Linked DNA regions of Capsicum annuum: region 1 is linked to region 2. The links are chromatin contacts, called in public Hi-C maps. All regions are on one chromosome and are shown on one strand. The core of a region is the stretch at or near the end of the contact, and the rest is flanking DNA. Distances in the headings are between cores, read along the strand shown.

What was found. Hi-C and Micro-C count contacts between places; a contact is called where the count stands out from the background.
Region 1: a Hi-C map of bud shows a contact between it and region 2, with 2.8 times the contacts expected there. The contact joins the enhancer-like site here to the promoter of LOC107840951 in region 2. A contact is called at or near these places in 3 of 5 Hi-C or Micro-C datasets (bud, leaf and placenta).

What each region holds. Positions count from the first base shown.
Region 1 is chr1:161,596,114-161,603,072 of UCD10Xv1.1, forward strand. No RefSeq gene overlaps it. Among protein-coding and RNA genes, the nearest start is that of LOC107840951, 51 kb to the left of the region's middle. Within about 2 kb of position 3,623, at least 2 of the 5 cell types and tissues checked have an H3K27ac peak or open chromatin away from gene starts, as enhancers often do. A contact at or near this core is called in bud, where this site is marked.
Region 2 is chr1:161,543,922-161,550,680 of UCD10Xv1.1, forward strand. LOC107840951 (phospholipase A1 PLIP2, chloroplastic) reads right to left here and starts at 5,121. Exons shown (of 5, transcript XM_016684910.2): 1 at 4,102-5,121; 2 at 2,923-3,456; 3 at 2,644-2,703; 4 at 2,037-2,453; 5 at 1,086-1,903. The coding sequence starts at 4,776. The coding sequence ends at 1,325.

The DNA.
Region 1 (6,959 bases), core at 2,373-4,872, 51 kb after region 2:
ATATTTATATTATTAAATAAAAGAAAAGATACACAATTATTTCAAGAGTTGTGTCCCTTTGAAATTATAAGAAGCTTGTCTTAACAAATTACGACATTTTTCTCCCTCCCTAAAAAAATAAAATGCAGTTTTCTCCTCCATTCTTCTCTCAAATTCCGTCGAAGATTCTTGTCTATATTTCTTCTATGAAAATTGTTGAAACAACTCTATAATAGGTATCCAATTATAGACAGTGGCTATATCAGTATAACATACAAGTGATTCAATTGTCTGACCTGTGAAACATATTCAATTATTCCATGAACTAAGTGCTTGGTTAGATTCTTTAACATGCTCTATAATACCAACCCCAACAACTATTTATCCATCTCAAACTTCCATCCCGCTAAGTGGGACTTCACTTGACTTACCATTAAATATGTAGACTATGATAGTCTCATCACGTGGAAAGAGCTCGTTTCTTTTTGTTTGTGGAATATTTAGAAATGCATGAGCAACTGTATTTTTAATCAAAAAATGACAAGCCTTCCTTCACTCAAGCTTATTCAGAAGCCATTGAATACAATCATCGGATTGAATACAATCATCTGAGTAGACACAAAGCTAAACCTAGGATCATGACCACCATTAATGTTAAATGGACACCCCTTCAACGAGGCTGCTACAAACTCAATACAAATTGTTCTTGTCTAGAAAATTCTGGTCGATGGGGGTATTGGAGGGGTTAACAGAAATACCAATAGAGATTGGATTACTGATTTTTGTAAAAGTTTTTTAAGGCTCCCAACAATCAGATGGAGCTTTTGGCTCTAAACGAATGTTTGAAAATGGTGAAAACAAATAGCCTTTTGCCCATTGAAATATTAATTCCAAAGTAGTGATCCTTATATTAAAAAATGATAACCTACACTATAATGCTATTATTGATAACCACAGGTTAAGAAGGAGGCTGAGAGCTTCGATGATGCAACATTGCTATAGAGAATAAAATAATGTAGCAGATGCACTAGCAAAGAAAGGAACAATATTTGCAGGTTTTGTTGGAACAAGATTTTTTTTAGTTCTTTTGGTGTATGCTCGCAAAGCAATCTGGACAGACATGTTAGAAACTATTTTTAGAGGAAATTTTTTATATGTAATGAACTTCTAATAGGATCAAATCTCTTATTTTTTGCTATTAATTCAGGTTAGGAACATGTGAATTTATAAACTCTTACTATTGTTGTTATTGTTGTTATTATTATTATTATTAATTAATTAATTAATTATAATAATAATAATAATATTAATAATAATAATAATAATAATCTATCATCAATTCGGTTAACCCAAAACAACAACAAGAACAACATATCCAGTATATTTCCACTATGTGGTTTCAGTTAATCCAAAAAAAAAAAATTAACTCTACAAAATTATCTATGTTAACTTTATTGTACATGAGAATTAAAAATAAAATAAATGTCTCTCTCTATGGAACACTCCTATTATTACAATCAACAAAACTCTCTATGGGGGCTCTATACAATGGAATTGAATTAAATTTTGGAAAAAGGACACCCATTGACCATTTTGAAAATAAACGGCCAACATTTGATTAATTTATCAAATTATGGCCAATCGGCCAAATTATTACTATTTAATAGCTATTAGGCTAGTTGGGTTGTCCTCTTTCTTCTTGGGTCATTTCGTCCTATCTATTTGTTGTTAGTCATTTTTTCCTCTTGTTTTGCTACAATTTTTTGGGGGCTAAAAATCTAATTCATTATTTAAGAATAATTAAATACAAATGGATGGAAAATTTATAATTATTGTATAGAATATATATATATATATATGTGTGTGTGTGTGTGTGTGTGTGTGTGTGTGTGTGTGTGTGTGTGTGTGTGTGTGTGTGTGTGTGTGTGTGGGTACTGTATCATTGTTGTATAAAAGATGTGTCTGTAGGAAATATGTATAAAAACTATATAGAATGTATATAGAAAATGTATATTATTGCATAAAATATGTATCTCAATAATCATTGCAACTAAAGATTGTATAAAATGCGTATATGAATTGTATAATTGTTTTATAGAATATGTATAGAAATTGTAAAATTGTTGTAGCAAATGTGTAGAGAAATTGTATAACTGTTGTATCAAATGTGTGTAGGAACTGTATAATTATTACATAGAATATGCTTTTTGTATATGATCATGTATAGAAATTGTATCATTATAGTATATACGGAAAAGAGCCTAAAATGCCCTTCAACTATATAAATTGGTGCGAAAATACCCTCCATCTACCTATTGGGCCTGAAATGCCCCTCACTTCCACCTATTGGAGCTATTTTGCCCTTCTATTTAATAGATTAATTTTGCCCCACTTAATTTATGACATGTCTTTTTCTTATTGGTTAATTAAAAATTAATTAAAATAGTTAATTCTAAATTAAAATAATGAGGCATGTAACCACCTTAGACAAATTTTCAGAACTGATTGCATTCTTAAAGCGTAACAAAGCCCTCGCTCTCCTGTGTCTCTGAATATACAAAATGAAATGGCATAAGATGAGAAAGCACGGAAAAGAACTAGTTTTTGGACCATATGCCTTTTGAGAGAACAAGTAGTGTATCATGAGAAGCAAAATAAAGCATAAACTAATACTACTAATGGAGAAGCACAAATAAAATGGAGCAGTAATTTCACGCCGACTTGAATAACTTGCAGAGTAGATATAGCATACACCAAAAATCTATAGTAATATGGGATAAACTTACTTGTAAATGCACAATATTGTTAAAAAAAGTCCTACTCTGGATCTGCATTAAAGAACTACAAATGATTTGAAGTTATCCACTGTTGGAAGCTTCAGGACCATATCTCGAAGTAGATTGATCCATACCTAAAATGAGAAAACCAACATTAGCAGAACTTCCAGTCATTGTGGAAATACCTTCCCTGCCTACTAGTCACTACAACCTAAAAATAACAATGTCCCTGCCGTCACTCCCGCGACAGTCAGCTACTGACCGGTGAGAGAGGAACCTTGAGGCATATAGATCGAATAAAACACGCCGCACAAATAATCGCTAGCAATTCAAATAACTCATTCAAGCATTGATGGTTGAAAAATGCAAAAGAAAAGCAGAGGCAAGAAAGGAAAAGAGAAGGAAGTAACAAGATGACTAAAACTTTCTTTCAACTCTTATATTCCATACCTTCTAGATTGAATCTTCTTTGTTCATCGGAGTACCCATGTGCTTCAAAAAGAAGTTGCTTAGGATATGCTAACCCAGGCTCCAGGAGATCCTTGTTCAGCTTTCAGGTTCAGATTTCAGCTCTCTATCAAGCATTTGACTAGAAAACTCGACAAATGAAAACAACAATCTATATGCACTCTGCCTCAGCATAAGATCCTCAGATGAAATATCAGGTACAGTATGTGACAGAATAATCAATGCATGCTCTCTTGGGACAGTGTGGAAAAAATCTGCATGTTATCCCTTCATAAGCAGCAATTACGGTATCATAATCGAGATCTCCCATCTCTACAGTAGATGTGGCATTCAAATAACGAAGAAGTTTTGCCTGTATGAAATTAAAAGGTGCATTTACATCAGCAAACACCTAAAGCAACAAGGTAATAGAAAACTAGATGGGCTAGTACTACCGTAGATGTTCAGGTAACTTGGCAGTCGGTGCTTTCTATCGGAGAAGACGAAGAGAAAGAAAAAGAGCATGAAATGATATTGAAATCGGATACTGATTTGGGTTATTTGGTTTCGTGGGTAGTGGGTTGGGTTATTATCTTGGGGCGGGGCGGGTTTTTTAATTTAGAATTAACTATTTTAATTAATTGTTAATTGACCAATAAGAAAAAGACATGTCATAAATTAAGTGGGTCAAAATTATTCTGTTAATATAAGGGCAAAATAGTCCCAATAGGTGGAAGTGAGGAGTATTTTAGGCTCAATAGGTAGATAGAGAGCATTTTTGCACCAATTTATATAGTTGAAGGACATTTTAGGCCCTTTTTGTAGTATATAATATGTATATGTATAGAATTTAAATAGAAATTATATCATTAGTTTTATAAAAAAAAAAATGTATATGTATCATTGACTTCTTTTTAAAAAAAAAAAAAAATTCTACTCTACAATTATTATTCTTTTTTTGTGATTCTTTTTTTTTTTTCAAAATAAAGTTGCAAATATGTATTGTTTCTTTTTATTTAATTGTTTTTGGAAAAAATATTTTTTTAATACTTAATTGTTAAGAAAGTGCAACAAAGAAAAGGGTCGATTTTTTTTGTAAAAAAAAAAAACCAGAACCAACAAAAAGAAAAGCAGTAGAACTACTAGTAAAAAGAAAAGAAGAAGAAAGGTAATAGTTTACTATTTAAGGAAAAAGGATAGCAGCGAAAAAGGTTTTTCCTAAAAAGGAAATAAAAAACAAAAAAGCAACGCAGCGACAAACAACACATGGAAAGGCTACAGTTTGGGAATTGAATTCAATGGCCATTTGGTTGTCAATTGTTTTAATCGAATGATTTTTTTTGTCCTTTCTCCAAACTTGTATCATTGTTATATAAAATATACATTTTTAATATAATGTGGATAAAATTTGTATCATTATAATATATATATGTATATTTTTTTTTTTTTTAATTTTTTTTTTTATACTTATTTATATATAAGTGAGGATACCGAGTTTTGGTATCCTCACAAAACTTTTTATCCATTCATGTTGCTCCATATGGCTTTCTTTTATTTTATTTTTAAAATTTTTTCCTTGACAATCATTTCTTTCTTTTGTCTTTTCCTTAATTTATTTGACACTCAATTCTTTTTTTTTAAAATCTTTTTCTTTTAAGTATATTTTTACATGAATATTTATGATTATGTATCTTGAGTCTTTAATATTGTACTCCTTTCATTTTAATTAAAGTTTTTGAATTTTGTGATTTTAAATTAAAAATATGCTCCTTCTATTCCATATTAGTTGTCTACTTTCTTCATCACATGCCCTTACATAATCGAAGGGGAGCCTTGGAGTAACTGGTAAAGTTGTTGTCATGTGACCAGGAGGTCACGGGTTCAAGCTTTGGAAACAGCCTCTGGCAGAAATGCAAGACAAGGCCGCGTACGATACACCCTTGTGGTGGAGCCCTTTCTTGAACACCGCACATAGCGGTAGCATTAGTGCACCGGGCTGCCCTTTATGCCCTTACATAATCATAAATAAGAAGAGTAGTTTTACAATTCTTTTTAAAAAAATTATAAATTTGCACACTTAAAAAAAAATTCAATTATAAAAGTAAAATAGAAAAAATTCAATTAATTCTATTTTGTTTTGAAAATTGACAAATAATTTGGGCTATTATTGTTGATAATGTGGACAACTAATATGAGATGAATGGAGTATATAGTTTTTAAATCTTGTGGTCTTAGACTTGTCCGGTAGAATGTTAAAATTGAAAAATATACAAAACATAGAAAAAATCTTTTTTTTTTTGAGACATAACAAAAAAGAAGCAAGACATTTAAATTGAAACGAAAGAATAGTAAGTTTTTATCAATTTTTGTAGCTCTTTACTTTCTCTGATCTATATTATATTTTATTTTTAACATTTATACTTAAATTATAATGAATATGTTTTATATAATGATGACGGTCTTAATAATTTTTTTAAAATCAAAATTAAGACAATTGATTTTTTTTACATAATGAAGATTACTTATTATTTACGGAGGAAAATAATTTTGTAAGGAGTATGTCAAAACTAAAAATACTATAACTATGAATAAAAAAGCCAATTAAATTACTCTTTATATTTTTTTATTGTAAATTTTTGGCAAATTTAGTAATAATGTAAATTTATGAACAATTCATATTGACGTGTCATTAGGTTTTATTAATTATATAGTAAAATAATGTAATACAAATAATTTTTTTTAATTAAAGCATTATTATTTTTATATTTAGAGTTTGGGTCCGGGCTTAGCACGAGTTTCGGATAAATACCAATTTTTGGTAGTCCTCACAAGGCTATTATAGTATCTTTAATTATTTTTTAATCCTCTAAAATTGTGACACATTGGATGATAAAGATGAAGTAATTTCATCTTTTTTCTTGCCATATGGACATTTACACTTGGTGCATAAGTCATGAAATGAGAAACTATTATTTAATTTTTTACTTGTAATTCTATTGTTTAACTATTTTCTATTTCTTTTTGTAAAAAAATAATTAGGAGTAGAGGAAGGAGAATTAGGGAGGAGATTACAAAGTAGAAAATTAAATATTTACCAATAAAGTGAAAATTCAAACTCTCTATCAAGTGAACTATTCAAATTCCTCTGTTGTTTAACAAATCGGTAAATCACTCTTAGAGCTTTCGTTATAATATTTTGTTTCTCATAGTTACATATTATTTAATCAAGTCAATTACAAAATACAAACGTCAAATATTTAATAATTAATTCTTTACTTTTACTTCATGCATTATGAATCATCTTTTAATGATATTATTTATACAAGATTTTGATAATAGTTATCCGACAACAAGACCCAAAAACTTTAATTTTGACTAATTTTTGTTATTTTTTAATCAAAATTGATTATTTAATTACTTTAAAATATGAAAATATTCTTAACAAAATTAATATTTTATATGAGCTTTTATTTAACGTGGTTAGAAATTGTATGCTCATAAATTTGTAAAAATGCTAATATTTTTCAATTTTTATGATAATATAAATTCACTTGAGTATGGGTCCGGGCCTTATAAAACTAGTATATATATATATATATATATATATACTAGAGGTGCATAGCCCGTGTCAGTACGGGCCTAACACTATAAATATTTTTTAGCACAAAAATTCGATATTGATGAGATATAAACATAAATGTACACTGATTTAATTAAATATTATTAATTTTAATATATAAATGACTTATAATAATT
Region 2 (6,759 bases), core at 3,871-6,370:
CTAGGACCATACAACAATTCACATAGATGTTGTAAATTGTTCATATTAATTATTATTTTTAAGGAATGTGTAGTTCAAAATTAACAGATAAAAGTGAACGAATAAAAGTGCTACTACTAAACTTACTTTTGTATTTGTTGTTTTATTTAATCTCAAAAGGTATGTCAGCTAATATGAACAACTAAACATTCACGGAGAATATTAAAATCTTACTACTAAATAAGGAAATAAAGACCAACATGGGTTCTGGTAGTGAATGGAGCTGCTCCACCTTTAATCAGAGGTCGAGGATTCGACCCTGGGTATGGAGAAAACTCTGTTGGAAGCGCTGCCATTTTAATGGCCCCTGCAATGCGCGATCCGAATTAGTCAGGGCTCCAATGCAGGCACTGAACACAGTATGGAAAACCAAAAAACAAAAAAAAAAAAAGGAAATAAGGAATCTGGGCAGCCACACAGATGGTTGATATTCAGTTATTTAACACTGCCCAAATGCCAAAGTTGGTTAGATTTAACTTGTTGGCAACTGTTTTAATAATTGGTAGGTGATTGAGACGTTAAGACTAAGATGTGGAAAAATACATTGGCTTTGGCCCCTATGATATTTTCTCTTCTTTAAAAAATCGTGCTTACCACACCGCTGCCTAATTATTTAAAACCACTCCCTTTCGACTACGCCAGTTCTTTTTAATAATAATAATACCTTTTGACAAATTAGGATTCTTGTTTCCTGGTGATTGTGATGTTTTATTATAATTAATAAATCCAGAACAATTTTCAATTTTCAATTGATAATTAAACATCAGCAGAAGCATAGAATAGCCTTTCAGCATACGTTTTATCCCAAAACTTTGGAGTTGCAGGGCCAGCCATCATTATCTTTTTAATACTATACCTTTTGAGAAATTACTCATTTTGTTCATCAACAATAGATAAATTAATGGGTTAAGGGAAGATCTAGTAGTATGTGTGTGCATACATAAAATAAAAGATAACGAGTTATTCTGAAGTCACTCACTCTAAATTTGTCTAGAATACATATGATTCTAAGATTCTTATCATGCAAAGTTGAAGAGACAATATCATCGCTACACAAAACATAGTACAATATAAGTATACATCTTTGCATTCCATGAATGGAATTAATCATCTGCAATGGTTTCTATCAAAATAACAAATTGATCCAAATTGTAAATCTATTTGCTAATACTGATATTTGGATTTCCTTCATCCAGCAAGTCCCCCTTACAGAAAACCAAGGGAACATTAGCTGTCAAAGAATAAAGAATCATCTACCATTAACTTGTTCAATGCATCTGAGGATTCAACGAAAATTGAACATGCTGAAAGTCCCCACAATAAGCAATCGTGCAGGAAACAAAAGCACCACAAGCAAGTGCATGTGCTGAGATGCAACTAGAGTACTGAATCGCTTCAACGATTCTTTCCCACTTTGTAAGACGCCAGCAAAGTTGAACTGGCCTTGGCCCATACTACCTGATTCGACGTACCTTCTAACAACAATACCAGCATTAACCCCGCTTGGTGAAACCAACGGCCACCAAACTCTGCGCCTGTGCTTCCTTTTAGCTTTTCTGATGTTGTTCAGCTCATGACGAATTACGTTTCTAACTGATTTTAAGTATGAGTTCATGTCGTGATCTCTTTGTATTGTTCCTCCAGAACCATAGGCGGAGCGATCACTAAGGATCTCAAGCGGATGAGGTGAGTTTAAAAACACAGACTGCGCAGCTTGAATTTGTTTTTCTGCCTCTGTTGAGTCTGATACAGGATAGCTCATTAAATACAAACCGGAGCCTGATGGTAGCAGGTCATGGTTTGGAGAGAACTTGTCATCTGGTTGAAGAATTAAGAACTCTCCCATTGGAGCATACAATAACTTCTGTTGATAAAAGAAACAAGCATGAGAAACCATTGAACATGAAAGACAAACACACACGTCATTATCTAGATAAATGGACTAAACATTCTTCTGTAAAAGAAATCAAGAAACTTATGACACTATAGGTTCTTACCTGGTTATTCAGACACGGATGATTGCGGAAGTTTCCATTAATAGCTTTAAGAAACTCTGCAACGTGATTGGGATAATTGCAAGAGAAGGCTCGAGGGACAATATCTCGGTGCATTGTGATTGCTTGCAAATGACTCCGAGGCAAGCCAAGGCGACGAAGGAGACGGTCTCCTCCACACATTATTGATGGTGCACCAAAAGTTATAACAGGAAGCAAAGAAGATGGGGGAACTTCTCCCCTTATGAACAGCATGAGATTGAGGAGCAATGATAAACTTCCACCAAGGGAGTGTCCAGTAAAACGGAATTTGGCACGACTACCATGAGATTTAAGGTGTGAACGTACTTCTGGCAGCATCTGCTCGTACATGCCCTTTGCAGCTTCATAAATACCTCGGTGGACCATGACATCCAGACCCTATTAGAAAAAGATGCAATGACAACTCTCCATTAGTGCATTGCGACAAAATAGGCAGACTTCATCAATTTATATAGAAGCAATCAGTTGAGTACTTATGCACACTATGGTAGCACAACAACACAATCGGACTAGAAAACAGAGCACAGTTCTAAATTTGTTACAAGTGCTTATTTATGTGCATAAATACCTCGAATTGAATAGGTTCAAAGAGTAGATTTGCTTTCCATGATGCTAGTGACTCGGATCCCTGCAAATAATTAAAAATGAAAGTCAGCAACAAGAATAAGCAGCAAATGGAGAAGAAACCCACAATTCAATCTATACTTGTTCCAATCCTTTTCTTTATCGGATAAAGATATCAGAATCATGGATAACTATAACCGACATATTATCAACAAGACCCTAACCTGTTACCAAGCTAGGAAACGTGAACAAAGGCGAAAATTAAATTGGCCACCATGCATACCTGAATGACAAAGAATCTTGTCAAGCTCTGATCATCATCACACACAAACCATTCACAAGGTGAAGAATGATTTGAATTTAGATCGTCTGCAACAGCCTGCTTTACTTCCTCCTTTGCAGCAACTACTGATGTCACTGAATCACTGGTTGCCATAAAAGAAGCAACTTCCCTGTTCATTGCATCTATATTGTCACCACGTCCGACAGTTGTTTCAGAGGAATCTTTATTTGGCATAGTCTTGGAAGATTTAAACGGAAGAATGCTCTTTGTATGAGAATGCAGATAAGACGCAGCAGAGGCAGCTATATGATAAGCTGTGGATGCACTTATCCTGTTCCCGCTGGTCTTTCCATCCCCTTCCACTTCTGAAATTGCAGTGCTTCGTTCTTCTACCATGGATTTAGTGACTTCATTCTCTTTCTTCTCCCGGTCTTCAGCTGCTGCCTTCTCTTTCTCAGCTTTCAATGCCTGTTCTCTTTTCTCAAATGAAGACGTAACAAGACGCAATCCATGATTCCTCAATAAATTTTCTGGCTGCACAACAAAAACAGAAACATGAAATCCTATGATATGGCTGCCAGGTGACAATGCTTCGAAGACAAACAGGATAACCCCAAGATCCAGTTGCCACATCCCACTACAAATTGAAATATCAACTTGACAAAAGCTCTCGCAACAATCATAGAACAATGTTAAAGCTTGTATAAGCAATATGAAAACACAACACTATATTGAAAGCATGGCTGTCCATACCTAGTTTCTTCAAATCAAGATTTCTGTGTTTCAGCTAGAATTCTGATTCCCTAAAACCCATATCAAGTTAATCATGCATGAAGACACCTCTAAAAACCAAAGATCACACCTTTTGAGGCCTTTGTAACCTTAAAAAACTAAAATTAAGCACTAGATGCTGTTATTTTTCTCACAGCCAACAGAAGCAAGTGATTTATTCAGATCTACATATTCAGAAAAATGTAGATAATGTGCAATCAACATAGACAATACATTTTGCTCGGACTCTTCAAGAATGTCAACATGTGCTTGGAATTTCCAAAAGTAACGTATTTTTGGAGAATCTGACACGAGTGCAGCATCGAAAATGAATAGTATGCACAACTTAGAGGACAAAAACTATGGGTCACTTGAAAAAAAAAAGAAACATGTTTTGGAAGAATTTACCTTAATTTGGGGTATTCCATAAGCCAAACTACCCAAATAAGACATCTGAGCATACAATCTAGCTTCAGCCAATGACACCCTCCTTAGCAACTTTGAAAATGAATTTCTATCGAATTTAAATTTTTCATCATCATCATCATTCACACAACACACATCACATTCTTCATCAACCCCACCATCACATTTTCTCCCTTCACTTTCATCACCATCTTCAATGTCAGTTTGACCATTTTGCCTCTCCATCTTTTCCCTTAGATCTTCAACACCCCCACCATCCTCTACCTTACTCAGAGACCTTACATGCAAAATCTTTAATACCCAATTCCCATTATTCTTATTATTATTCCCATCATTTTTCTCCTCAATAATTTTCTCTTCCTTTTCATCCATCAAAACAGCGTCGTCTACAGCTATAGCATCGTACGACGACGTTCCTTTACCTCCAGACCAAAAAGATCTAAGTGGGTACCTAAATGAAAAACCCCATGACTTATTATTTCTCTGAGAAGAAGATAATGATGGCTTTTCAACCGACATCGACGCCGATGAACGGCCGCCCACGGCGGATGTACTAAACTGTGTTGAACGTACATCTAAACCTCCGGCACCGGTTCCGGCGACGGCAATGGGCCCCGCCATACCTTGTATACCTCCCGTTAAACAAAAACCATCCATTGATACAAAAAATTCCCTTTTTCAAATTCTACGACTTTCTTATGACCTCTTTATCAATCTGTAAAGTTAGAATTCAAGAATGAATACGGGTGTTTTGTAAATGCAACGTTGATGGTGGCAACAATCTTTGAATTGTGGAGTAAATTTCGGTTTTGTACAAACAATCAATGATATTTTAGTTATTAGAGAGAAGGGAAATGAAAGAGAGGAAGTAAGGGCATTTAAAGATGGTGGGTTTGTATTTATTTTGCAAACCAAAAAATTAAATAGGTGAACGAACTTGTTTGAGGTTTCTTCCTTGTTATTTTTTTCTCTCTTTGGAAAAAAAGAAAACGATATTTTTGCCCCCAAAAGAAATGCCTTATTTCGAGGAAAGTTCAAAAGAATCACTCAATGTAGACGGCGTCGTATCTACGTGGCAAGATTTTCTTCCTTTTTTTTTTCCACCTGGTGTTTCTTGTCGCTGCCGCTTTTGCGTCTTTTCTACTTCTCACTCCCTAGGTTTTTGATTTCTTTTAGCGTATAAAATTTGTATTAATTTGTAGAAACTTTAAACACAAGTTTAATAATTTATGAATTATTAAAACCAAGTTTTAAGGAATTTAAATACAAGTGTAACTAATTTAACAACTATCTAAATAAAATTTAATTATTTTACGAAAAAAGTAAAATCAACATTTATAAATGAGATGAAAAAGAAAGAATCGAGTTCACCAAATTTATGGTGTGTCCTTAAAAAAATTATTTCTTTTAAATACTTGAGGTTATGGAATATATTCCCAGCATATAATGATTCACTTCAACAAATAACGGTACCTCAAATTCACTTAACAATTTGTTAATCACCCTTAACTTTTTAGATCACTTCAAAATTTTGTGTCTCTACGTAAGGAAAAATTCAGGTATTTATAGTAAAAAAAGGTGCTTCAAAAAGAAAAAAATGATTCTTGAAAAGACATACTGTTTCGGATTGTCATGTCACCTGTGGACAAACCTGTGCGTGCAAGTGGCCTACATGTGATCGCAGATCGTTTTTTGGCAAAACAAAAACTTTCTTATGACCTGCTCCGGCCACCTGCAGCCACAGATGGCCATATGAGTGCACATATCGCCATTTTCATCCTTAACAGTGCCTCGAAGGGTCGCCTCCCTTCAAGGTGTGTTGTGACATACGTCTGCACATGCTCGAGTGCGTCCGCAAATGGAGCAAATTTTCTTATCAAATTTTTGGATTAAAATATCACTAATTTTAAGTTTCAAATGTATGCTTATCCAAAAACGATAATATCTCGATGGATCATTTGACAAATTCAAATCTAAATTCGAAGCTGAGCGAGTAATGACAACAACGGCTCGAGACTTATCTTGTTCTTGCCTCACTATCCACATGAAGGAGTGTTTCTATACTTAAACACTAAGAAGTTTCTTTCTCCCACTAATGTGGGAGAACTTTACTTTCTTAAGGTGAAAACACAATTCACTTTCTCTCCATTTATACTTTTCATTTTTCATTCATATTTCTACTTAGAACCCAACAATCCCGTATATGAATAAGAAATGAGTATTTTATCAAAAATTTACGTACAAGAGTGTTGCATTTGGATAAGTAGTTTTTCCTTTGAACTTTCTGTAGTGAACTTGCATCGGATACACCGGTCAATCGACAGATGTGATATCTTTGAATCGTCAAATTTTAATGTATACCTAGAAAATACAAGTCACAAAACTAGTTTTTTATCATTTATGGTTCTCACGATTTTGTTCGTCTAAGCCATGAACACGACCTGATTTAATGAGAACTTAGAGAATAAGCCTTTATTATCATTCTCCTTAAAGCGGCTTCCACTGCACCCTTACATAGGTGATTCTTAAGCATTTGATCCTATAAATCAAACTATTTGGTCAAATCTGTCAAACTTAGAAACCATTAAAAAGCTTCAAACCATAAGTCGTATTTTTATTTTCTGAGCATTGTCTTCATTA